Linked DNA regions of Mus musculus: all the other regions are linked to region 1. Evidence: chromatin contacts called from public Hi-C data. All regions are on one chromosome and are shown on one strand. The core of a region is the stretch at or near the end of the contact, and the rest is flanking DNA. Distances in the headings are between cores, read along the strand shown.

Region 1 (3,767 bases), core at 148-2,647:
TTAAGCTTGCAAAGCAAGCACCTTACCAATTGAACAGTCTTCTTGGTGCCACCCCCATGGGATTTCTAGAAATCTAGGTGAATAGCAGCCAGTTGATTTTTCACAAACTGTTTATAGTGTCCTGAGTATGTTGTAAGCAGTGCTTAAGCTGGCCCTGAGATACTTCCTAAGAGCTAATATCCTTTGGGTCCTGGTCTTTTATTATCAGGGCACCACCAAACTATAAACTCAGAACTGCTTCAGCACACTCAGCCACCCGGTACTGCGAAGCCAAGAGGTGAGGTCTGTAGCAAGCTTCTTTTGAAAACTCTGGGACAAAGCAAAACCCGATTCTAATCGCGACGCTAATCTCAGCTCCAAAGAAACTCGCTGCTACTTTCCCAAAAAAGAACAGAGGACCTTGTGCTTCTTGTACACTCAATGGAAATGATAAGAAAAACAGATATGAGATTAAAAACAAACATAGAGCTAATCACGAAACATGCTCATTAATACCTGACATATAGTTGCCTGAAAGAGGTTCTCACTCATTAGAATGTGCCAGGTTCTCTGCAGCCTGGTCTGACCCAGACAGACTGGGTGACATCATTAATTACCAAAATGCAAAAGTCAAGGAACAGCGGATCCAGCAGCTTGGATCCAGTGTGGGCACATTCCTAGAACACCAAGGCCTGTCGCAGTGGGAACGTTGGTCCTCTAAGTCTGCAAAGCCACAGGCATTAGGCAAGTGTTCAAAACAGACTTCCCTCTGCTCTGCTTCTCTTCTTCTTCATTTTTTTATTTGACAGTTCGCTAACTGCTCTCTAAATAAATGTCACCCTATTCCATCTGCTTTGTCAGAATGCCTATGATCGTACTCGGGTCCCAGCTGCCTTGCATCTCCTGTGAAAAGAGGCGGTCGCCCTGGGACCTCCTCTTCTCAGGACGCCTGGGTCTCTGTGGTCCTGTGGAAGGTCCTGCCTCCTGTTGGGCCATGTTTCTGAGCCTGTGCTTAGGCAGCTAATAGTCTGAAGTCATCCTGGGGTCTGTGAAACCAAGAGTGGTGTGAATGTGGCTCATCAGTGACGAGAAAATAATGGGTTTTGGAGGGAGGGCAGAAAATGGAAACAAGAATTTTGCCCCAGGCGTTGTTTTTACCCCTTCCTCCATGTGAGTTTAAAGCAGTGTTGGCGAGGGGAAGCTTTGCGAACTCAAGCCTTCAGTGTGAGGGGTGGATGAAGTCGAGGCCTGATCTATGTCGGCAACAGTATCCCATACAGGCGAGGCTGCAGTATTCACATTTACACATCCACAGGGAACGTGAACCCAGCTTAGAAGGTGCTTTGGATACTCCATGCCCACATCAAGCAGAGCTAATAAACCCCCCTGAGGGGTTTGCCTCTCTTCCAAGAACACTGAACACCTTAATGGCCTCCAAGTCTCCAAGTGTCTGTTCTCAGGGTCCAAGTGCCCTGGGCACATATATTATTCTTCAAAACAGGTACCAAAAAGGCAACAATACTACCACAAAGCAGTAGTCTTGCCAAGCTTGCCTAAGAAATATTACAAACAAGCGTTGCAGGTGACCAGGTGGAACTTGTCAATGTTTCTCACTCCCCTAAGGGGGAGTAACGGGCTGGCCGTGTGGCTGGCTGTGTGGCCCTAAACTCTCCTCAGGACAGCCAGAATCTTACTGTTAGTACACGGTCTGTTGTCAAGAAAATGTATCCCCCTAGGATAACTTTATAGTGGCCACTAAACCTGAGGGCTCACCAGTCACCTAAGCATCTAAATTCTTTCTCAACTGTTTAACAACTGAGCAGTTTGTGTCCACTTAGATCATTTGAGAAGGTTTTTTGGTTTTTTGTTTGTTTTGTTTTTTTAAGACAGATTTTCTCTGTGCAACCCTGGCTTCCCTGGAACTTACTCTGTAGACCAAGCTGGACTTGAACTCACAGAGTAAAACCTGCCTCTGCCTCTGCCTCTCTGCCTCTCTGCCTCTCTGCCTCTCTGCCTCTCTGCCTCTCTGCCTCTCTGCCTCTCTGCCTCTCTGCCTCTCTGCCTCTCTGCCTCTCTGCCTCTCTGCCTCTCTGCCTCTCTGCCTCTCTGCCTCTCTGCCTCTCTGCCTCTCTGCCTCTCTGCCTCTCTGCCTCTCTGCCTCTCTGCCTCTCTGCCCCTCTGCCCCTCTGCCTCTCTCGGGTACTGGGATTAAAGGCATGTGTTGCCACTGCTTGGTGAGTAGTTTTAATAAACAGATCACCATGCACAGGGCACATCCCAGGGCAAGTAAATTTAAAGGTCCAGGAACAGGACTAGGTATCGAGGGCGAATGGGTGGGTGACGTTTGGCTGATGAAGCCCAGGGCTTTGTACATGCAAAGCTGCATTCCCTGTCAGGTTTCCGTAGATCTTAAAATTTCTCAGATAAGTCTAACATAGGATTGGTCTTGTGACCCACGGCTGGTTTTCCAAGGGTAGTAATAGAAAGCAGAAAGCAATTGGCAGTCAAATATTCCAACATTTTGTAAGCCCATCAGCCCATGAGGATCTGTAAGGCTTTATGGATGTCAGAATAAATTGTCTATTCTTTCATTGAGTTCTGTGAGCTGAGCATTGGACACACACACAGACACACACATACAGACACACACACACACACACACACACATATAGACACAGATACACACAGACACACACACACACACACACACACACACACACTCGCGCGCTCGGGTCTAAATTATTTCTCCTTTGGATGAAAGACAACCAGGCCCTCTTCTGGAAAGTATTTTATAAAATACATAAGCAAACTATTGAGTATTTTTTCTGAGTTCAGGCAATGTGAGGTTGATTATAGAAAGAGGAGCAGGTCATTCTTGTATGAATGACTTCAAAGTCCAGTAAATCCCACATCTGATTGATGAACTTAACCATGCAGAGGAGCCCGTGAAGTGTGAGTTTGTAACAAGGCCCCATGGGGGTAGTAAAGACTGTTCTGGGGAACTTGGACTCCTGCAGTCAAGCTTCGTAAGTCTCGTCTGTTTATTTCTCAATGCAGTTGGCTTCATTATCATTTTGGATTCATTGACGGGAAGGACTAGGAAGAAGCTTGAAGAGTGTCCTGTTGAGCTAGGTAATTTCAAGATAAGAAACCTGAGACCTTGAGCAGTGATGTAGCTACAGCATGGTCAAATACATAGAGACTGAGTGCGTGCTTCAGGGCCCCTCCCAGAGGACCTGCCAGCACTGGCTCCAGTCTGCCACATCACGTAAGAGAGCTGCCACTGTCCTCATCCCGGGTGCCTGTGTTGTCCTGAAGATGTTTAAGATGCTCTTATGAAACTATGATAAATTGTGAACAAGAAGTTTTAGTCTTTATTTCTTTTTATTTGAGGTTGCGTCTCCCATAGCCCTGGCTGGCCTTGGACACACTATGTAGTCAAGGATGTCCTGAAACGTCTTGTGCTGAGGTTACAGGCACTTGTCATCATGCCTGGTTTCATTAGAGCCTGCTTGGACCTGGAGCCTTGTTTGTGCTAGGCAAGCCTTCCACTAACTGAGCCACAATTCCAGCTTTTTTTTATCGCCTTAAAAAAAAAGATTTATTTGTTTTTATTTGATGTGAATTGGTGTCTTTCTTGTCTGTGTGAGGGTGCTGGACTCCCTGGAGTTGGAGTTGCAGACAGTTGTGAGCTCCCATGTGGGTGCTGGGAGTTGAACCCAGGTCCTTTAGAACAGTCAGTGCTCATAACCACCGAACCATCGCTCCAGTCCCCTTTATTCACTTTT
Region 2 (3,324 bases), core at 369-2,868, 290 kb before region 1:
AGGGATGGATACTCCTTGGAGGTGTATATAGTAAGCTTTTTCCCTTTTCTGTTGTTTGAGTCTTTTGGTACTTTGAGATGAAAATTATTGACAAATATCTGGCTTACAAAGGGAACTCATTTTTCTGGGCATAGCACCAGAGAGGGGCAACAAGAAGGGATATAATGGTAGAAAAAGTTAGGGTTTCATTGCTGTGAAGAGACACCATGACCAAGGCAACTCTAAGAACAACGTTTAATTGAGGCTGGCTTATAGTTTCAGAGAGCACACGAGTGTCTAGGCAGACATGGTGCTGGAGAAGGAACTTCGAGTTCTACACCTTGGTCTGCAGGCAACCAGGAGGAGACTGCCTTCCTAGGCAACCAGGAGGAGACAGACTGTCTTCCTAGGCAGCCAGGAGGAGGCGCTGAGATTTTCACACTGGGTGGAGTTGAACACTAGACCACTTCAAAGTCCACCCCCACAGTGGCACACCTACTCCAGCAAGGCCACACTTCCACTAACAAGGCCATACCTCCTAATAGTGCCACTCCCCATAGGCCAAGCATGAGTCAATGGGGCCAAACCACCAGAGGAAGTGATATCAATCTTGCTAGATAAATTCTCTTGCTTTCCTGGGTCCAAGTTTCTTCTTGGGTAAACTGGCGGTAATAACTATTCCTAAAATAACTCCCAGAAAGCCCTTGACAGCCTTCTCCTTGGCCACAGGGCTCTTGTATAAATCCCAATTATCGCTGGATGTCTGAGTTCCTCCCTGTAGCCATCTGAAGCTCCCAATCAGTGACCTCATAGACTTGATGATAATCTCAATTTATTTAAAGAATATACATCTCATGATCTAAATGCTTTATGTGGCCCAACTTGCTTTATCTTTGCAACAGTGTGCAGTAGTTATACGACTTGAAGATGGGGAAACTGAGGCACGTGGAAGCTTTCTTTACTGCCTTGCTGCTGTGACTCAAGCAAGTAGGTCACTGGCCATCTCTGCCCAAGCTTATAGCTTCTGCTTCAGCTATACCTTTGATGACCTGACTGATGGCCTATACCTTGGGGGCCCTGATTAGAAAAGCAAGATGACTCTTGCAAACACTTTCTGGAAGAACATGCATTTCCAGTTCCCAAAGCCAACTTCTTTTCAAACTTATGGAGAGAGATTCCTTTGGAAAGTCAATGCTGCTGGTGATTAGGGAGGTGGGGGGGGGGGCAAGGGGGTCTTGAGCCTCTGTGGAATTGAGCTGAGTTTAAAGGTGCTCCCCCAGCTCCCTGCTCACTCCCTGTACATCCTAGGGCTCATTCTTCCAATCAGCAACTTCCCAGCAGTTGCTTTAGGTGTTGGACAATCCACCTGACCTGGCCTCGTTTCCAGTGGCTCCTCACACATAACTCTCTGGAGACAGCTGTGCTGTGTCAAGAGCCAGCTCCCACGTGGGAGGTCCGATTTACTGGGCAGCTCAGGAGACTATCAAATATTTTAACTATTACTTGTCACCTGAATGGGAACATTTTCCACACACCCATCACATGTCAGCAGCGGGGAGATGGAAGAGAATCTTGTTCTTCCTGTCCCTTATTAAGAAGAGGCTGCGCATAGCACCTCCAAGTAAGGAGTCCTAGGGTCGCTGCCGCTGCTCGCTCGGACTTTACGCATGCGCTCTATGGCCTGAGCAGACTGTCCAGCTCACTACATTAATCCTCCCCGTTTTACTGCTAAGGAAGCAGGAGCTTAGAGAATGGATTTACACTACAAGTAGGGCTGAGGTTGAAATTTGGAAACATCCAACTCCAAAGACTGTTTTCCTGACCACCAGGCTGTCTTCTTACCGCTGCCGTGGGTCTCAGCGAGGATGAAGCGGATGCTCATGCGTGAATCCACGCACTGGGCAATTTGTAAAACTTCCCACTTGCTTCTAGAATCCATCGCTGGGATGGACTGGGTTTATTTGGATGATGATGGGCAAAATGTTGTATTTTGTGTTTTTAACAGCTCAGGGTTTGACAGCTGGGAGGGAAGCAGACAGAATGCAGAGAGCAGCTCCTGGGAGGCAAGGGAAAAAAAATGAATTTAAAAATCAAATTCCTAAGGCCAGAGGTGGTAGCACACACCAGTATTCCCAACACTTGGGCTGGGGGGCAGGGAGGGCCTGAGGCAAGCCTGAGCTACAAAGCAAGATGCTTTCAAAACACAAGACAAAAAAAAAAAAAAAAAAAAAAACCAAAAAAAAAAAAAAACAAAAACAAAACCTCAACCCAAAATGTCAGCCTCCTAGAACTGACGAGACGGAGGCTGTATCAGTGGTTAACCAAGGGCTCCAGGCTACAGTACAGACTTGTCAAGTTCAGACACTCCTTGTTTAGCATTAACAACCCACTATCAGCAATTTCAAGAAGTCCATCTCACTAAAGACCATAGAGGTGAATAAGAAAACAGGGTGTGGGGGCTGATTCAGAGAAAATGGTTTTGCTGAAATGTTTTGTGCTTTGGATACACGGTTCAGTAAGTTCATCTCTTTTCCCAGTTTATTAAAATGGCCCTTTGCAGAGGTAGCTGTAAGGTATATAAACGGCTAGCCAGGGTTGTCACCTTTCTCTTTGAAATACCAGGGCTAGATTTTCTCTGAGTTTGATTGGACTTTCTTCTGATTTCGTGAGGTTTGGCTGTCTCTGAAGTGTTCCATTATAGTATGCACAATAGCTTAGTAATGGCCAATAGTTTGTGTGCAGTGGTCTAGAACACAGGTATATGGTGTATACAGAGTGCTGGAGGTATGACCATCAATGAAGCAAAACCTAACTAACTGCTGTAGGTAGCTTGATTACTCACTCGGAATTCTTCCTTTAAGGATAGTACTGGAAAAGACCAGCCATCCCCAGATCCGTGTGATTTGGGGGCTGGAAGGAGGTTTGGATATAGCCAACTCCTTTTCACACATTCCTCAGGAACATAAATTCTCATAAGAACCCAACCCAAAGCCGGGCAGTGGTGGCACACGCCTTTGATCCCAGCACTTGGGAGGCAGAGGCAGGTGGATTTCTGAGTTCGAGGCCAGCCTGGTCTACAGAGTGAGTTCCAGGACAGCCAGGGCTACACAGACAAACCCTGTCTCAGAAACAAACAAAAAAACCCCAAAAAACCAAAAAAAACAAAAAACAAGAACCCAACCCAAAGAAAACATGGAAAAAACCCCACCCCTCACACTATATATGCCTCAGTGGTCTGTCCTCTTGCCTAGTGCTAAGCTTCACAGGGGAACAGCACATTGGCTCTCACATATAGCCACATCCCTCGCCCCACCCCTCACCTTCATCTTGATCTCAGTAACTCAA
Region 3 (3,399 bases), core at 247-2,746, 310 kb after region 1:
TTATATATAATGATGTCAGCACTATTTGTGATGATGCTGTACTAGAAATGACTCAAAAACCAAACAGCAGGAGGCTCCATTAAACATGACATATCATGTTAAATCCATACAATGGAATATTGTGCAGCCATTTAAGACGTTCAGAAACAGAAAGATCCTTGAAATCTATATGTGAATAAAGCGATGCACAGGTAAGTGCCTCAGTGCTCCAGCAGCCTAGCAAAGACAACAGTAAATAAGACATGTTGAACTGTGTTTGCAGCATCAAAACACAGATTGAATGTTTGCACAAGAAACTAAGAACCCCGGCTGTTTGTCTGTGGGGTAGGTAAGAACTGGGGAGCAAGCGTCAGAGAGGGAGATCTGCTGTTAGCACATGAATGTGTCATCTCTTTGCAATTCAATTAACATACTTTTTCAGAGTGCTCCTGCCCAGTAGTTATTAAATGTATTAAATGCTGCTGAATGGAAGAAAATATGAATAGTTACTTACTCATTCCCATCCCTCTACTGTTCTGTGGTGGTTTGTAGACACTTGGCCCAGGGAGTGCCACTATGAGGAGGTGTGGCCTTATTGGAGTGGGTGTGGCCTTGTTAGAATAGGTGTGTCACTGCGGGTGCAGCCTTTAAGACACTCATCCCAGCTGCCTGGAAGCCAGTCTTCTAGCAGCCTTCAGATGAAGATGTAAAATTCTCAGCAACTCCTGCACCATGCCTGCCTAGATGCTGCCATGCTTCCTGCCATGATGATAGTGGACTAAACCTCTGAACCTGTAAGCCAGCCCCAATTAAATGTTGTCCTTATAAGAGTTGCCTTGGTCGTGGCATCTGTTCACAGCAGTGAAAGCCTAACTAATACATATTCTCCTCAATCTAGGGAGTTGGGCTGGGATTAGCAGTTGCCAGTCCCCGCAGGTCTTAGGAGTTACCTGGTGGGTGGGGGTGGGGTAATAGGAACCTTTTTTTTTTTTAGTTGCGTGTGTGTGTGTGTGTGTGTGTGTGTGTGTGTGTATGTGTGTGTGTGTGTGTGTGTATGTATGTGTGTGTGTGTGTGTGTGTGTGTGTGTGTGTGTGTGTGTGTGTATGCAAATGTGAACATGAAGGCACTCAGTTCCCTGGAGTTGGGGTTACAGGTGCCTCTCAAGCCACCTGACATGGATGCTGGATGCTGGGAACTCTGCAAGAGGAGGATATGCTCTCTCCAGCCCTAGAGAGTTTTTTTTTTTTTTAAATTGTAAAAACGCAATGCTGAAAGCCTTTGAAATGACTACAGTCATGATGAATCCGGAAGTGCTTTGCATTGTTTACAAAGTGCATTGGATACACACTCCAGTGCAGCAATCTTTGTTTCTGCGGGCCTCATCTTCTAGATGAACAAACTTCAGCTACAAGAAGTGGAAGGACCTGCCCAAGGTCAGTCCTCCTGACACCGAGCCATCCAGATCCAATGAAGAGTTTACATTCCTTCTGAAGCAGCCTAGGATGAGACAGCTCCTTCCCCACTCCAGACAAGGAAAGGAGAATGTGCGGATAGCGGAGGGCAGCCTGACCTTCACAGGTTTTATTTTAAACCCATGCCATTTTATGACAGACTAATGTAAGTCAGGTCAGGGTAGGTCTTGGTCCCAGGGGATAGTACTGGCAGAAAAGGAAAAATGTCCAACTTCTGTTTTGACTGTTACACTCACCCAAGCAGGGGGAAAACAGAAAGGAAAAATGTTCTTGGCTGGAGTGCAGAGAATCCTGCTAGTAAAGACTGATTGCCAAAGACATCCCCTCAAGCCCCATTAGCACCGTGACACCAGTGGAGAGGAGCTGAGCACTTGGTGACACTCCCGATGTCTTGGCAACTTTTGAAAGCAAGATTGTGTCTCTATAAACTAAGTAAGGGGTGAGGAGGGGGTATTTTAAAAATAAAGTACTGGGAAGAGACCAGAGTGAGGGAGGATTTTGCTCCTTCTGATCCAGTTGAATGGCAGCCTGGGTCTGGTGCATGAAAGCATCCCCATGTAAGAGTTCCCTACAACCCCATCCCATCCCTCCAGATCACCTTGGTCCTTCATGACTGGAGTCTAGGTCACCTGTCCAGGCTGCAAGGAAGCTTGGAGGGCAACAGCATCAACAACAAGACACATAAGAGCTCGCTACACACCTACACTACACATAAGACACTGAGAACAACAATGTCCAAGGCCACTCACTCACTGAACACGTGAGGGATTAGTGGGTTCTCATTCACAAAAGCCTCCCAGCCCAGCATTTATTCCTACTTGGAGGACAGTGACCTACACAACAATTCTGAACCATCAGGAGGTTGTGGGAAAACAAGTAACAAGTCTGAGATCATAGGCAAGCTCGTCCTAGGAAGAGGCTTGCCTGCCCCCAGGAAGGGTACCTGTTGTTGCTTGCTTGCTTTTCAGTTTGTGTTTGCTGTTTGGAAGGAAGGAAGGAAGGAAGGAAGGAAGGAAGGAAGGAAGGAAGGAAGGAAGGAAGGAAGGAAGGAAGGGATGGTAACTCTTCCTGAAGCTCTTTGTCCACACGTGACCATTTGAATCACTCTGAGCAACCATTAGAATCACCCACACACAACCAAATGAATTACTTCACACTACAGAGAAAGACTACAAGGTTCACAATAGAATTTTTACAAGTAAATATATTGATTCTAAGGTAAATTTTGTGTGTTTATGCATATCTCTCTCTCTTTCTCTCTGTGTGTGTGTCTGTGTGTGTCTGTGTGTGTGTGTGTGTGTCTGTGTGTCTGTGTGTCTGTGTGTGTGTGTCTGTGTGTGTGTGTGTGTGTGTGTGTGTGTGTGTGTGTGTATGTCTGTCTCTGTCTCTGTCTGTGTCTGTGTCTGTGTCTGTGTCCGCAGCCATGTATGATATTCTTGTGAAGGTCTGAAGATGGCCTTCAGGTGTCGGTCTTACCTTATACCTCATTTGAGACAGGGTCTGTTTACACTGACTATGCTAGACTAGCTGACTGAAGAGCTTGTAAAACTTACCCTGTCGCTGCCTCCTGTTTCCCAGTAGGAGCATGCTAGGATTATGGATACCTGCACTATGCATCCAACTTTGATGCAGGTTCTGAGGGTCCTGACTCAGGTTGTTAGGTTTGTGTGATATTGAGATGAGGCTGCTCTGAGTTACCCCATGTGATCTAAAGCAGTGGTTTATCAACTTGTCTGTCCCCCAAGACCTTTTTTACTCCATTTTAAGAAAGGAAGACTGCAACCCCTGTATAAACACACAACCCCTGTGTAAAACACACAAAAAACACCTGCCAGGCGCCACAGACCGATAAATGACCAGAAGTAAAGGGAAAGCCACCCTACACATTTATCTGGAGTGAATTCAGACTATGGAAGCATATGAATGCATTAAACTCCTATCAGGGTA

Evidence for each region. A called contact is a pair of places that touch in the nucleus more often than the background predicts.
Region 2: a contact with region 1 is called in a Hi-C map of uterus, with 5 times the contacts expected there. The contact joins two enhancer-like sites. A contact is called at or near these places in 3 of 484 Hi-C or Micro-C datasets (bone marrow-derived macrophages and uterus), 3 of 115 datasets of contacts at active chromatin or transcription factors (embryonic basal ganglia, embryonic fibroblasts and pancreatic cancer cells) and 1 of 9 other capture datasets (embryonic stem cells).
Region 3: a contact with region 1 is called in a Hi-C map of uterus, with 4 times the contacts expected there. The contact joins two enhancer-like sites. A contact is called at or near these places in 4 of 39 promoter capture datasets (cranial neural crest, embryonic stem cells, hippocampal neurons and 1 more), 2 of 484 Hi-C or Micro-C datasets (nephron progenitors and uterus) and 2 of 115 datasets of contacts at active chromatin or transcription factors (embryonic forebrain and stem cell-derived neural progenitor cells).

What each region holds. Positions count from the first base shown.
Region 1 is chr2:5,452,026-5,455,792 of GRCm38.p6, reverse strand. The region is part of intron 2 of Camk1d (calcium/calmodulin-dependent protein kinase ID); the gene reads left to right. Among named protein-coding and RNA genes, the nearest start is that of Gm36853, 28 kb to the left of the region's middle. Within about 2 kb of position 1,397, at least 3 of the 459 cell types and tissues checked have an H3K27ac peak or open chromatin away from gene starts, as enhancers often do. A contact at or near this core is called in uterus, where this site is marked.
Region 2 is chr2:5,744,910-5,748,233 of GRCm38.p6, reverse strand. Gm29857 (a long non-coding RNA gene) reads right to left here. Exons shown (of 3, transcript XR_373964.2): 2 at 3,300-3,324; 3 at 1,881-2,035. Among named protein-coding and RNA genes, the nearest start is that of Gm29857, 19 kb to the right of the region's middle. Within about 2 kb of position 1,618, at least 16 of the 459 cell types and tissues checked have an H3K27ac peak or open chromatin away from gene starts, as enhancers often do. A contact at or near this core is called in uterus, where this site is marked.
Region 3 is chr2:5,146,503-5,149,901 of GRCm38.p6, reverse strand. The region is part of intron 2 of Ccdc3 (coiled-coil domain containing 3); the gene reads right to left. Among named protein-coding and RNA genes, the nearest start is that of Ccdc3, 10 kb to the right of the region's middle. Within about 2 kb of position 1,496, at least 5 of the 459 cell types and tissues checked have an H3K27ac peak or open chromatin away from gene starts, as enhancers often do. A contact at or near this core is called in uterus, where this site is marked.